Linked DNA regions of Mus musculus: regions 2, 3, 4 and 5 are each linked to region 1. Evidence: chromatin contacts called from public targeted proximity ligation data. All regions are on one chromosome and are shown on one strand. The core of a region is the stretch at or near the end of the contact, and the rest is flanking DNA. Distances in the headings are between cores, read along the strand shown. Region 1 has its middle 24 kb from the start of Mtss1. Region 2 holds the start of Sqle (squalene epoxidase). Region 3 holds the start of Ndufb9 (NADH:ubiquinone oxidoreductase subunit B9). Region 4 overlaps Gm36617 (a long non-coding RNA gene). Region 5 overlaps Gm36617 (a long non-coding RNA gene).

Region 1 (2,700 bases), core at 1-2,500:
AGGCAGAGACTAAATGCTTACCGGCCTGCTCACAGTGGCTTTAATCTGATTTGAAAGAAAACAAAAACAAAAACAAAAACAAAAACCCAGGGTTACCCACTTGGGTTGGAACTGCCCACAGCAGATTGGGCCCTCTCTTATTCATCATCAGTGAAGAAAATGTCCCCACCGGCTTTGCCGATCTGGTGGAGAATTTTTCTCAACTGAAGTTTCCTTTCCCTAGATGGACCAGGAATTGTGTCAAGTTGATAAAAACAACAACAACCACAAGAGTTAATCAGGACACCCCAGAGAAGGAACCATCAGTTGATGTCTTTCTTTCTTTCTTTCTTTCTTTCTTTCTTTCTTTCTTTCTTTCTTTCTTTCTTTCTTTCTTTCTTTCTTTCTCTCTCTCTCTCTCTCTCTCTCTCTCTCTCTCTCTTCTTCTTCTTATTATTATTATTATTATTATTGTTGTTGTTATTATTTTACTTAGAAGGATGGTGAGTGACTTAAAAGCAGATCCACTGAAGCTCACAAAGGTGATTCAATGAGTCCTTGAATCCCAAGGACTCGTTGCATAACTTTGGCAAGCTTGAGTCCCAAGATCACATAGAGTTGAGCGGGAGCAGGAAAGATAGAGCGACTGAAATCTTAGGTGGGAAACAGGGCCCTTTCCCCTACTCCTTCTAAAGGGAGTGTTAACGGTCCTGATGTTGTGTGGGTTTCGCACATGGAATCACAGCCTCTCCATTTTCAAGATTACAAGCGTGTTAGCCCAGACAACAGTGTTCTACAACAGTGGCCCAGAGCGTGGTTACAGAAAGTTATTACTGGTTTATTATGTTCGTTGGAGAAACAACACTCCATGAATCCAGGTGACTTGGCCAATGGCATGCAACTAAGTGACATTCTTCAATTCCAAGTTTATTAGCCAGAGCTAAGCCTCTCAGTCTATTTCCCTCCAGGCTGAAAACGCAAGCAGACCAATGGCCAAAGCATTAGGGACTCCCTGCATTTCTTCATCTACTTCCTCTGAGGCTCTTGCTTATGGAATTCTCTCTGTTGCTGCCTCTTGGTGCCCAGTCACTAAAACCACTTTCAAATGACAATGTGGCACCCACCCTGGGAAGATGGAGTCTCTGTGACAGAAGACCTTGATGAGAGGGGATCCCCTGAGTCAGGAAGAGCAGACAATGGACGTGCTACAAGGAAGAAAGGGGACAGGCGACATGAGTCATCTTGCGTGCTTAACCACAAAGTGCCCGAGGAGGCCTCTGTGGTGTTTGTTTCCATGGCTCCCCACCCACCGGCAGTGTTCATTTCCTCAGGGGTAGTGTACACTCTAGGCATTCTTCTCAAACATTTGCCGAGTGTTTCCATGGCTGATGGACCGTTATGATGAGGCTCATCCACATAGAATAATGTAAACACACTCCCTGGGCAAGGACAAAATTTCACTTTTTTCTTACATCAAAGTCTATGGGTGGCCCTGTGGCAGACTCCTGTCGGGTCCATGGTGTAGCCAGGAATCTGGTTCCTGTGTTACCTTCTAGCCTATGTCTTGTTTCCCTGAAGTTCCCTTGTGGTTCAGGATGCCTACCAAAGGTTTGAATGAGAAATGTCCCCCCAAAAATCACAAATCTGAACACTTGGGTCTCCCATTGGTGGTGCTGTTTGGGAGAGGTTATAACATGTTTAGGACGTGGGTTCTTCACTGGGGGTGAAGTTGAGGTGTTGACAGTTGCAGTTGGCTGCAAAATAAGAGTCTGTTTCAAGCACACACACACACACACACACACAGACACACAGACACACACACACACACACACACACACACACACAGAGAGCAAAAAGTCAGGGTATTATGTGTTCATCCCACTAAATGTCACAGTCACCCATAAGTCTCCCTCAAAGATGGGCCCTCTGCTCTCTCCTAAACCCTGCTCTAATGAGGGGGTGGAGGGTACTGTCTCATGAGGCACCAGTGAGCTATCTGCTTCTGTCAGCAGCACCCGTATTCCTGAGGCCTTCAGCCCACGGAACCAGGATATGCAGTGGGTGGAGTGGAGTAGCAGGGCATGGAGGTCTAATCTCAAGCTTCATAATCAACAGATGACAGCAGGGGCTTTGGATGGACATTCCTGCCCACCCCTTCCTGTCTCACAGAATCCAGGTCGAATTGCATATCTTTGGCAAGCTTCATTTGTGCCCCTTAAAAAAAAAATGAGAAGAACATCAGCAGCCTGGCTAGGGGTTCTGGATCGCATCACCATTGTAGGCTGAGTGTCTATTTGCTGGGGACAGGGCCCTCCCTGTGCAGCACAGGGTGTTCAGCCTCTAAGGTGTCTACCTTGTAGCACCCACAGGTTTTGACAGCCTGAACTATCTCCAGACATTTTTTACATGTCCCTAGGTGAACTGAACCAATGAGCTAGTTAGTGGTAAGGACAAGGTGTGCGAGTTACATGATTGTTTAGTAGATGTAATAACTATTGTCCCACTCTTATTTATACTGTGAAAGCATCTATTCAAAGAAAGTGTAGCCTCCTTGAAGAGGAACAAGACCCTACAGGAACTATTTCTGACTCTAGTCTGGCAAAGGCAGCAAGGGAATTCTTTGTCACTATAAACAAGGTCTTCTGTGAACCCCACCTGTTGTGAAGGGTCGCAATGCTAGGAATGTCGGTTGGGACATTCTTAAGCAAGTTGTGTGTGTGT
Region 2 (2,700 bases), core at 18-2,517, 210 kb after region 1:
CCTAGTGCTCGAATGGCTGCTTACAACTGTTACTGTAGTCCCATGGGATCCAGTGCCTTCTTCTAAAGTGCAGCCATACATGTAGACAAAATACATAAGTAAACAAATCGAAAGGAAGGAAGAAATGTGGAGCTAGATAGAGTTGGCTGTGCCTGCTGCAAAGGGTTGGTAGGATACAGTTCTGTGAGACTTACTTCTTTCATTATTAAAGGATAAACGGGTTAAACAACTGTACCTGTTTGAATGACTTAAAAAAAAATCGCAGAAACTAATAAAGATATCTGAGAAGTGTTTAGGGTGAGACCTAAACCATAGATAACTAAGAACTCAACGAAAGCTTGATAATTAAATGGTACTGTCGAGTCTGAAATTCGGTTACATGACAGTAGCTGTGGATAGTATAAAATGATGTTGTTAGTCTCATGAACGACGGCAGATAAACTGCTCGGTTACTTCTGTAACAGAAAGGTAATGCCATTCTTGCAAGACTGCTGTAAGGGTTGAATGAATGTTTGCAACGCTCTGGCATAGTGCTTAAAACATAAAATGATCTTATTAAACAGTTTTGGGATTGCTGTTGATTAGGACATTTTTTTTTTTTTTCCTTTCTCATTCTTTCTTTAACCCGAGAAGGATTTCACTGTGTATCTCTGACTGGTCTGGAACACGCTATGCAGATCAAGCTGGCCTCAAACTCACAGAGATCCTCTTGCATCCCGAGTTCTGGGATTAAAGGCGTGATCCATCTCCACCTACTGACTTCTCTCATTTTCTTTAGTCCTCGTCCACTAATTATGGCAGGTTCGCCGGCGTGTCACGTCCTCCTCGCCTTTCTAGCCCGTGATCATCCAGTCCGCCCGGATGACTCCTGTAGCTCTCTTGCGTTTGAGCCACCAGGAGCCACCAAGAGTTCCTCCAGAGCGAGCTCCACCCTCCGCAGGTGGGGCCTGAGGACCCCGCGGCGGCCAGGCCGAGCGGGCACCGCCCCATTCACCCACCGGCCCCGCGCCCACCCCACGCACCCGCCCCGCACCACGCAACATCGCCCTAGCGCCTCTGCGACTGGCGCCGCGCGGAGTGCGCCGCCCGCCATTGGACAAACGCTCTATAGCGCCATCTCAGCCTACCGCGCGGTGCGCGCTCTCATTGGTTCGGACGGCGTGGGAGGCGGGGTCCGCTCAAGGGGCGGTGCCGGGCCGGAGCCCCGCCTCCCGGTCCCTGGGCTGGGCCGAGCCCGCCGGGCGGCTGAAGCGCGTGGGGCCGGGTTGCGAGCGGGGCGCGCAGCGGTTACTCTGGTTACTGTCCGCGAGGGATGCTGGGGACCCGGCGGGCAGGAGCCTTCGCCTCGCTCTGAAGGACGCTCATCCGAGACAGCCATTCACTCTCGAGGAAGGCAAGTGTCGGTCGGACAGGTTCCCGGCCGTGACTTCGGGGCTTGCTTGAGGAGGAATCTCCAAGGGAGGGCTGAGCTGCCAGGCTGCCGCCGCGCTTCGGGACGCCGTGGCCATCTTTTGTTGGAGAAGGCTGCCGGGGCAGTGTTGCTAAGGGCAGCTTTCCCAGCACCCAGATCCTTCTACGCTCCCGACTCCTTCCTACCGAGCACCTGCTGCTGGTGACAAAAGACCGTTTACAGCCAGGCGAGCGGACATCGAAGTATACAGCCACATTCGCACCCCTCAGCCCAATAGAGAGGCCCGTGTCCATCAGTTGGCTGAATGAAGAAGTGTGTAATCAGGAGCCGTTGGGGTAGGCAGGCTTTAAATGCTGCCTTTTAAGATCTGGACAACTTAAGATACATTTGCACTCTCAATGATTTCAAAAATTGATCACATCTGACTCGTGATCCTGAAACTATTTATTGGAAGAAGTTCGACCGGTTGCCCCGAACCCCTTTGAGAACTACATTTTGGGGACATTTTAATCACTGAAGACCTTCCGAGGAAAAAAGACCCCCCCAAGAGACCCCCAAAACACAAAATCCTCAGCCTTGGCTGGTGCCACCAAAGAAGCCTTTTGAGCCATGTGGACTTTTCTTGGCATTGCTACCTTCACCTATTTTTATAAGAAATGCGGGGATGTCACCCTGGCCAACAAGGAGCTCCTGCTGTGCGTGCTGGTGTTCCTGTCGCTGGGCCTGGTGCTCTCCTACCGCTGTCGCCATCGACACGGGGGCCTCCTTGGCCGCCATCAGAGCGGCGCCCAGTTCGCTGCCTTCTCGGATATTCTCTCTGCTTTGCCTCTTATTGGCTTCTTCTGGGCCAAGTCACCTGAATCAGAAAAGAAAGAACAGCTGGAGTCCAAGAAGGTATGCCTGATGCCACAGTGGGCAAATGAATGGGATCGTATTTTAAACTTCAGATCGAGGTCACTGAAGTTTATGGTTTCTTTAAAAGTCACGAAAGTGGTGGCTTAGAAGCGTCAGTGTTCTCATTTGATTGCGTTTCTTAAAGTTCTGGACTGTGTTGTGGCTGTGCTCTTAGGGAAGATGAAAAGCATTTGTTGTGTGAACCTCAGGGATTGGGTGTTGATTTTGGTAGGAAATGTTAGAATTTCATTTGGGAGACAGACTCACTGTGGCTTTTAATTTAAAATCCCTGGGTAAGGATGATTTTTGTTCCTGACAAGGGAGAATTTGTGTGGCAGGTAAGGCTACTTATAAATGTGATGGCAGACAGTGGAAAGTGACAGCAATTTGAAAAG
Region 3 (2,700 bases), core at 76-2,575, 170 kb before region 1:
CTCACAACTCCATATTTAAATACAGTGTCTTGGGAAAATATATTGCTTAAGGTGTCTCTCAGATTTTACTGTATAACCTTAACCACTCTCCTGATTCCACTTTTGAGTGCTCGGAGGATGTCTCTATTTGGATGTCCTTTAACTCACGAATGGACCTAATCTATTAGATCCAGATGGCCTAGGTATTTCTTAACCTGCCATCTTTGGGTCTTCACTTCCCACAACAGGCATGAACAGTCAGTGCTAAATGCTATGCACAACCATCCCATTTCTCTTTTTCTATTCTTTTCCCTGTTTGCAAAACCTGAAATACTTACATTCGTCCCCTTATCTGCCACAAAATCTACAAAACGACTATCAGGGTAACCTCCTCCCTGTCACTTCCCACCCTTAAATAGCAGGGAAAGTCCACAACGACGAGGTTCATACTGAGACTACCCACATCGGTATCCCAGAAGGCAAGACTCTTTCCGTACAACTGGCACTCAAAGATTTGCTGAAAAGCCTTCATTGGAACGCCACTCCCAATAGAAGTGAAATTTAAGTAATCGAGACTTTAGGGTTCCAAGTTATCCTTCCAACCCTGACTCTTACAATGTCCCCCATTTTGAATCCTTGCCGCACTCTCCAGCTGTCGGATGGATCGTGGAACTTGCGAGGCGACACAATTTGCCACCCCCTCCCGTCTGAGGACTCCCGTTTATGTCTAGATGGCCTGTGAGCAGGACTTGGCCACATTCCCGGGACTCAATGTCAAGCCTCCCAGAGTTGTCTGTGGTATGAAGGGATGACTGAGTGAACCGGTACCTTGGAGGGACTGTCAGGCCGGCCATGTAGAAGAGTTCACGAAAGACAGAAGAAAAGTGATTGGCTTGGGGGGCGGTGCTTTTTGAGAGATGGGAGGACTCGGGGACTAGCCCATGCTAGGCGATCAGTCTACGGCTGAAGCACACCCCACACCTATTCCTCTCTTTCCAGTTGAATTAAACACACACAAAAAAAGCACAAGTCACAATGATTCATTGCCCGGGAATGCTCATAAATGAACATGCACTAGGGAAACCATCCTCCAGCAAGAACCAGATCAGTCATTGCCAGCACGCGAGGCCTCCGGGCATCTTCCGTGCCCTGGAAAGGCCATGCCGCGAAAAGGGGACCCGGGACTGTCAGCGAGGCTCACGACCAAGACAAACCTGCCCTTACCCACGAACTTGAAGAGACTCATGACGGCGCGGCAGGCTCCTCCCAGGGAAAAGCGGAAGTGGCTCAGAGCACGCTCGTCCTTCCGGTTCCGCCTCACAACCGCCCGCTTCCGGGTTCCCGGCAGCCCCCGCGGCGGCCGCTGAAGGTGAGCCGGACGCTATGGCGTTCTGCGCTCCCCCGGCCTACCTGACCCACCAGCAGAAGGTGCTGCGGCTGTATAAGCGCGCGCTGCGCCACCTCGAGTCATGGTGTATCCACAGGTGGGGAGAGGGGACCCGGGGCTCGGGGACGGAAGCCGAGGGGCCCCGTGGGCCAGGCTGATCAAGGACTTGGGGGACACAGTGAAGGGAGCCCGCCCTTGAACCCGGGTCCCGATGCAGTCCTCTCTGCTTGATCTGGCGGAGATGATTGTGTGGGGCGCAACCAGGACCCAGCGTAGAAAGTTGCATGAAGAAATAAAAAGTACCTAGGACTGTCATTGTCATGGATCTAAAGCTAACGTTTTTATGACTCTGTCGTCCCTAACCTTAACAGTAATTTGTCCATTATCTTTAGTTTGCAGAGTAACTCAGATATTAGTGATTATTTTAGCCTGATTTTACAGATAAGCAGGCTCATTCTATTCCACCTCCTACGTCATTTTATTTCTTTAACCATTGTTACTAGTCTTCTCGTTAAGTCTCATACGGTGGCATATGTTGGGGGAGACAGATATTCTCCATTACATTATGAGTTTGAGGCTAGGCCAAAAAAAAAAAAATACCCTTCTTACAAACAAACAAACAACAATATAGTGTTAAAACGTGTAGACTTTCATGACCTAAAAGAAATGCAAGGGGCAGTGACAACCGAAGATGTGTAAGTCCCATACCGCTACACTCTTACCCTAAAACCTAATCCCACAAGGAGGACTTCCAAGAAAAAGATGGAAAATCAAGTAACCCTGTAAGACCTGCAGAGGGTAACCCTGGAATCCTAGGATACAAGTTTGTGGTTACATCTCTTTGTTATGCAGGCTGGTGCAGTGTACAATGCTGAACAGTTGCTAGCTTCTTTCCTAAGTTTTTCTTATTTATTTAACAGAATTTGCAATTCAGCGTCCATTCTGGATGGCAAATAAATGACAGTTAACCCTTGATTTTGAGCTGCAATCCCATGGATTAACGGGGAACGTGACGGGGAAACTCAGAAGGAACAGTGTTACTGAAGAAGTTAAGACTTCAAGAATCCAGACAGTGTTATAGTACAGTTGGAGATATTAGGGCTCATATTCATGGAGGGAATAATCAAACTAGCTACTATGACAGCACTAACAGATTTGAAAGCTGACATCTTTTCTTAGTCCTTGTCCGCATCAGTTCCCTTAAAACAAAACAAACAAAAAAACCCGTGTTGATATCACCTGTGTGACAACCTTGCCTTCCTCCTTGTTGGGACAGCACTGCTGGCATGCTAGGCCAGCTGGCCTGTAAACTTGTGGGCATCTGTCACATCCTG
Region 4 (2,700 bases), core at 146-2,645, 160 kb after region 1:
AGCACATTTTAGAAGGGACTATCCAGTTTCTAGGGCAAGGCAAGGAAAGAAGGATGGACCAGATGGACCACAATAGGAGGTGACTGCGGGGATCCAGGTGCCAGGTGATGGTGGCCCCATGGAAAGCACTGGGAAAGCATTAAGCAGGAGAGACCAAAGAGCCATCAGAATAGCAAGTGGGAGTGGTGAGGGAGGAGGAGGGATCAGAGAGCATGGAGAGATGACATAGGAGTCCCAGAAAATCATCTACACAGCCAGGGAAATGCACCAGGGGGACAGAAGCAGGCTAAGAGAACCGCTGGCCACAGAGGCCAGAGAGGAGAGGACAGCCTAGCCATTGCAGTCGCTGAGAAGATCTTGTCAAAAATGTAGACAAGCTGGGCAGAGGTCTCTCCTCACAAGCAGAGTAGGAAGCATCTCTCAAATTCTTGGCTGTAGCTTCCATTAACGACAGTGGATCTCTTATAAATTAAGCTCCTCCCCCATACCCTCAAAGCAGTTGAAAAGTCAAAAGAATAGTAAGATCCCACCACTGAAGATAATCTTCTAGCTGTCCTCATTGTTTTGAACAAGACCTCTTTCACATTGGAAATGGAAAACCGTGTTGTTGCCTGCATACCATGGGCTTTCACCCCTCACCAAGGACAGGTCAACACCCTCAGTACAACATGACCTCCCCTCCCCCCCCCACCCCCCCCACCCCTCACCCCCCCCCCCGCTCTACTACCCGTCCTCCAGCCTGAACACCAAACCCTCTTCTTCTATCTTCTCTTCCTCACTGGCACCAGATCGCCCTGGAACTTGCAAGTCTTTCTCCAATTATATCCCAGAACAAGAGCAATGAGATGAGATTCTTGCCTCATTTCTGACCTTTTGAGGGGCTTTTATTTTTTTTACTACTCCACCTGGATGCTTCCCACCCTCTATCAGCATATACGCATCATGGGCACTTCCTGGAAGGCTGTGGAGAAGAAAGCATCGTGGTAATTAAGGAGCCAACTTTTCCTGTCCAATTACCATGCCTAGAAAGCAACAGAAGCCCAACCTGAATGGAGAGGCTCTTGCCGGCTGCTGGATAGCCCGAGTCTCCACCCAGTGGAGGACGTCCTTCTTTGGAGGCCAGCAGTCTGCTTGTGGTTGGGTGATCAGCAGCTGCTTCCTGTTTGCTTCCGTGCTGTCTTTGGAGGCATTGCTATCTAAAATTGTGTGAGAAATAGAAACTCTGGCCTGTGAGGACCCTTTTCTATGAAATAAGTTCCTAGGAATGACCCTCCTGATTCAAGTAAATGGCCTCACAGTGATTTTGATTGCACGAGCCTCTGGCACAATTGCCTTGTCACTCTCTCTTGCCTCGCATGACAGTTTTCATGCCTCCTCCTCTATGTTGCTAACATCTGGGGCCAGATTAATCCTTTATGTGGGCAGGGGAGAGGGCGGCTGACTGTCGAATGCATTGTAGGATGTGTGGTTGCACCTTGCGTCTGTACCCACAAAATGTCAGAGGCACCCTTCTCCCATTCAATGGTGACCATCCCAAATGTCTCTTAAAGATTGCCAGATGTCCTCTGGAGGGGTGTGTGTGTTCGTGCAGATGGGGAACTCTCAGGGGAAGACAACTGTCTAGTTCAGCTCTTTATTCTCTTCTAATGTTTTGCAGACTTCTTGGCATAAGGCCCGGGTGTCCAGTGAGGGACGAGAATGTGAATCACACTCTGTTTGGCAGTGGACATTTAAAAAACTTCTCTAGATGGTCACTGTATGGAAACTCCCTCTATAATCTTTTCCTCTGGGTCACATTCAAGTTGTGGAGCAAGCTCTGCTGCTTCTCTACCTCTGGGGAGACTCTGTGACCCAACTTTTCTATCTCAATTTCCATGGAGGTCAATGGATTTGAAAGCAAGATTTTCCTGGGGACTAAGAAATGGTCCCCAGATGCTTGAGTAAAATATAAGGGAAGTATCAATGGGTCTTTGGGGATGTTAGGGGAGCAGAAGCTCAACTATGACAGGAGATCCACTGGGCAAGGCCTTGGGTGGTTCGGAAATAGCAGAGACTTGCCAGGCTGAGATAACAGATGTCTAAGTGGATAGAGGACTCAGGGCCAGCAAGACTCTGGAAACCTGGACATTGACTAAGTTCTCAGGTCCTTGGCGCAGACTGGACATCGTGGGGGAAATAGAATCTTCAAGATTGACTGAGATACTGTTAAAGCTTGGAGTGTAGATTAAGTTGCTTTGTTGGTTTCTGGCATACCTGACTTCTGACTTGGGATTGGTACCATGGCAAGTACAAAGTGCTAACTAAATCAATAGTAGCTAGTATTTATTGAGTGCTTATTATGTACCAGACACTGTTCTTTCAGTTTTTGATGAATTTTCTCCTTTGATCTTCACAAAGTTCCCATGAGTAGGTCCCATTGATTGTAATCTCTTGAGTTAAAAATAAGGAACTGAAGACATATTCTCAAGGTGGTAGATGCAAGACAGTAAGAATCACAACCACGGAGCACCCACTCTGAGCCAAATACTGTTTGATACTTTGCAGGCACTGATTTATTTAATTCTCACAACAACCTATTGAAAGAGGTACTATTGCCAGGTGTGGTAGTGCACACCTTTAATCCCAGCACTCGGGAGGCAGAGGCAGGCAGATTTCTGAGTTCGAGGCCAGCCTGGTCTACAGAGTGAGTTCCAGGACAGC
Region 5 (2,700 bases), core at 47-2,546, 170 kb after region 1:
GAGCCTTAGAGTTCCTTATCCTTTTCTCTACCTTATTGCCACACTCCCAAAACAGAGCTGCAAACTCTAAGGATTCTCAGAGCATACGGATTTCAAAATCAGCCAGCCTGGAAGTCAAAAAGCTTATACACTCCTGCGGGGCCGGGAGCTCTTAGTTCCCGACTCTCCTTGGAAATTGATCGGATGCTCCATCGGCTCTGGAAATGGGGCTCCACCCACTGTGGGTTTTGACTCCTGCCCCAGATGATCTTTTCAACACACAAATTGGAACGCATCATTCTTTTGCTCAAACACCCCCCCCCCCGGGGGGCTTCCCAGTGTACACACAGTGGCCCCAGGCTCTTTCCCTGACGTCAGTGTCCTCAGTGATCTGACCTCTTCGGCTGCCTCATTCTCCCTCTCCACGCCATGATGCCGTGAACCTGCTTTGGTCTGACTCCCCTGTTAAGTTTCCAGCCTATCTGCGTCTCCGCACTCCGGACATTTGCACTGGCCAGTCCTGAGGGTCTCAGCTGAAATGTCACCTCCCCACGGAGTCTTCTTGCTTCACCTTTGCCAGCTGTTCTGTCTCCTTGGTGCTTTTGTTTACTTCAGACCACTAAACCACAACCGGAACTACTTATTGTTTGTCTCTTGTTCTCCGCCTCCCAGCAGGCTGCAGACTCGCTTGAGAGTAAATGGTCTTTTTCACTGTTAAAGGGATACATCTGGAGTCCTTCAAACAATGGCAGCTGAAACAGCAGCAACAGCAACAACAACAACACATTACTATTTCTTCTGTACCTATATTGGGCAGCCACGTTAATTTTTCAACGCCTGTCAGTTTGCCTCCGATTTCAGCAATTACCCCCGATCCAGGCCTTCGCATTACTTTCTTGGGTTTATACTTGCTACTTTTTTTTTTTTTTCTATCACAAACACCGGGACCAAAAGTAACTCGGGGGAGAAAGGCTTTATATCACCTTGAGGGGCTATCACCAAGGGAAGGCAGGTGTTAAAGCAAAAACCTGGAGGCGGGAACTGAAGCACGGAGGGGTGCTTACTGGTTTGCTCCCTGTGGTTTACTCAGCTTGCTTTCTTTTTTGTTTTGTGTTTTTGGTTTGTTTGTTTGTTTCCAGACAGGGTTTCTCTGTATAGCCCTGGCTGTCCTGGAACTCACTTTGTAGACCAGGCTGGCCTCGAACTCAGAAAGAAATCCACCTGCCTCTGCCTTCCGAGTGCTGGGATTAAAGGTGTGTGTGCTCCACCACATCAGGCTTCAGCCTGCTTTCTTATGCCACCCGCGACCACAGGATGGCACCACTCACAGTGGAATGGGCCCTCTAAGGCAATCATCAGTAAAATGTTCCGTAGACCTGCCTACAGGGCAATCTGATGTTGGTCATTCCACACCGGGAGTGAGGTTTCTTCTTTCTGGATGACTCCTGCTTCTGTCTAGCCACCCCACAACACACATGGACATGAGTCATTCACTCACTAGTATCTATGAGGAGTCCATAAGCCCAGCTCAGAAGGGCGCTTTCACCAAATCTAACACCAAGTTTCTAACTGAATGGGAAAGCAGGCGAACAACTCAGTAAGGTGGTCCCCCGACACTGTAGTAGAGAACTACTGTATGCCCCAAGGGATGGAGAGGGTAGAGATGGTGATGGCAGAGGTGGAGAGGGTGGGGTGGAGGAGGTGTAGGGGTGAAAAAGTAGAGGATGGAGAGGCTATGGGTGTAGGGGGTAAGAATGGAGAGTGTAGGGTTTGAAAAAGTAAGGATGGATAGTTTAGAAATGGAGAGGATAGGGTAGAGAGGATGCAGATGGAGAGGATGCAGATGGAGAGGATGCAGATGGAGAGGACAGGTGAAGAGGGTAAGGGTGGTTAGGGTGGGGGTGATGAGTGTAGGAATTGAGAAAGTGGGGGTGTCCAGGGTAGGGTTAAAGAAGGTAAGCATGGCATGTAGGGAAAGAGAAGGTGGAAGTGAAGAAAGGTTGGGATGCTAAGGTGGAGAGGGTAGGGGTGGAGAGTGTATTTTTGGAAAGGTCAGGCATCTCCATGCCGCTAAAGGTTCTGGCCAAACTTCCCATAAATGGCTCTCGAGCAACTGTCTCCAGGAGTTCCCAAGTAGATAAGCAGTGTCCGAGGGGAGTCTCAGATGGATGAGGTCGTTCAGATCCACGAGCTAAAGAGCTATGCCGGCGAGTTTGCACTGAGGTACAGCTTGTGAGCCAGGGAGGCGAGGCAGGCATTTCAGAGATGCGTCTGTGGGAACTGAGTCCCTGCTTCATCCGTCTCTAAGGAGCTAAGTGACCTTGTTTCCTCTTCTCTGGCTGGCTGGTAGGTACTTAACGAAAACCAAACTCTCCATACTTTGAAATTTTCCACGAGCATCCAGGCCCTCCACCCACCGCCCCACCCACTCCATATGAGCACCAGTGCACTGGATAGTCACATTTTTCCTAGCAAAGCAAGTGTTCTGAAAAAAAATTGCAATTAGTGGGAAATCTTGGCTCTGATATGGTCATAACTTTGAAAGGAACTGAGACTATAAATAGGAAATCATAGGTTAGCACCATGTCTTATATTATTAATCATCACGCCCAGGTCAGACTACACACCCCAAGGTGATGTTACCGTCAGGCCAGAGACCCTTTGTTCCATTTTTTTCTAATAGTGTCTACCACTTTCTAATTGTAAGACATCCGTCTGCAG

What was found.
Region 2: a targeted proximity ligation map of CD8 T cells shows a contact between it and region 1, with 7 read pairs. A contact is called at or near these places in 7 of 39 promoter capture datasets (the 3T3-L1 cell line, the C10 cell line, the HPC-7 cell line and 4 more), 3 of 484 Hi-C or Micro-C datasets (B cells, female germline stem cell-derived STRA8 germ cells and liver), 19 of 130 datasets of targeted methods (the 230-238 cell line, CD8 T cells, the SCID.adh cell line and 12 more) and 3 of 9 other capture datasets (adipose tissue, liver and pancreatic islet).
Region 3: a targeted proximity ligation map of the SCID.adh cell line shows a contact between it and region 1, with 15 read pairs. A contact is called at or near these places in 4 of 39 promoter capture datasets (embryonic stem cells, hematopoietic stem and progenitor cells and liver), 5 of 130 datasets of targeted methods (the SCID.adh cell line, embryonic stem cells, pancreatic cancer cells and 1 more) and 2 of 9 other capture datasets (liver and pancreatic islet).
Region 4: a targeted proximity ligation map of thymocytes shows a contact between it and region 1, with 6 times the contacts expected there. A contact is called at or near these places in 8 of 484 Hi-C or Micro-C datasets (CD4 T cells, bone marrow-derived macrophages, embryonic stem cells and 3 more) and 7 of 130 datasets of targeted methods (bone marrow-derived macrophages, craniofacial prominence, embryonic basal ganglia and 4 more).
Region 5: a contact with region 1 is called in a targeted proximity ligation map of DN3 thymocytes, with 4 times the contacts expected there. A contact is called at or near these places in 12 of 484 Hi-C or Micro-C datasets (B cells, the G1E-ER4 cell line, bone marrow-derived macrophages and 7 more) and 9 of 130 datasets of targeted methods (DN3 thymocytes, bone marrow-derived macrophages, craniofacial prominence and 5 more).

Annotation. Positions count from the first base shown.
Region 1 is chr15:59,104,886-59,107,585 of GRCm38.p6, forward strand. No RefSeq gene overlaps it. Among named protein-coding and RNA genes, the nearest start is that of Mtss1, 24 kb to the left of the region's middle.
Region 2 is chr15:59,313,825-59,316,524 of GRCm38.p6, forward strand. It overlaps Sqle (squalene epoxidase), which reads left to right and starts at 1,268. Exons shown (of 11, transcript NM_009270.3): 1 at 1,268-2,305. The coding sequence starts at 2,021.
Region 3 is chr15:58,932,476-58,935,175 of GRCm38.p6, forward strand. Ndufb9 (NADH:ubiquinone oxidoreductase subunit B9) reads left to right here and starts at 1,326. Exons shown (of 4, transcript NM_023172.4): 1 at 1,326-1,463. The coding sequence starts at 1,363. Tatdn1 (TatD DNase domain containing 1) reads right to left here and starts at 1,263. Exons shown (of 12, transcript NM_001368428.1): 1 at 1,204-1,263. The coding sequence starts at 1,225. It overlaps Gm36559 (a long non-coding RNA gene), which reads right to left and starts at 801. Exons shown (of 2, transcript XR_875364.2): 1 at 1-801.
Region 4 is chr15:59,262,491-59,265,190 of GRCm38.p6, forward strand. The region is part of intron 2 of Gm36617 (a long non-coding RNA gene); the gene reads left to right. Among named protein-coding and RNA genes, the nearest start is that of Gm36617, 18 kb to the left of the region's middle.
Region 5 is chr15:59,279,700-59,282,399 of GRCm38.p6, forward strand. All of the region lies in intron 2 of Gm36617 (a long non-coding RNA gene), which reads left to right. Among named protein-coding and RNA genes, the nearest start is that of Sqle, 34 kb to the right of the region's middle.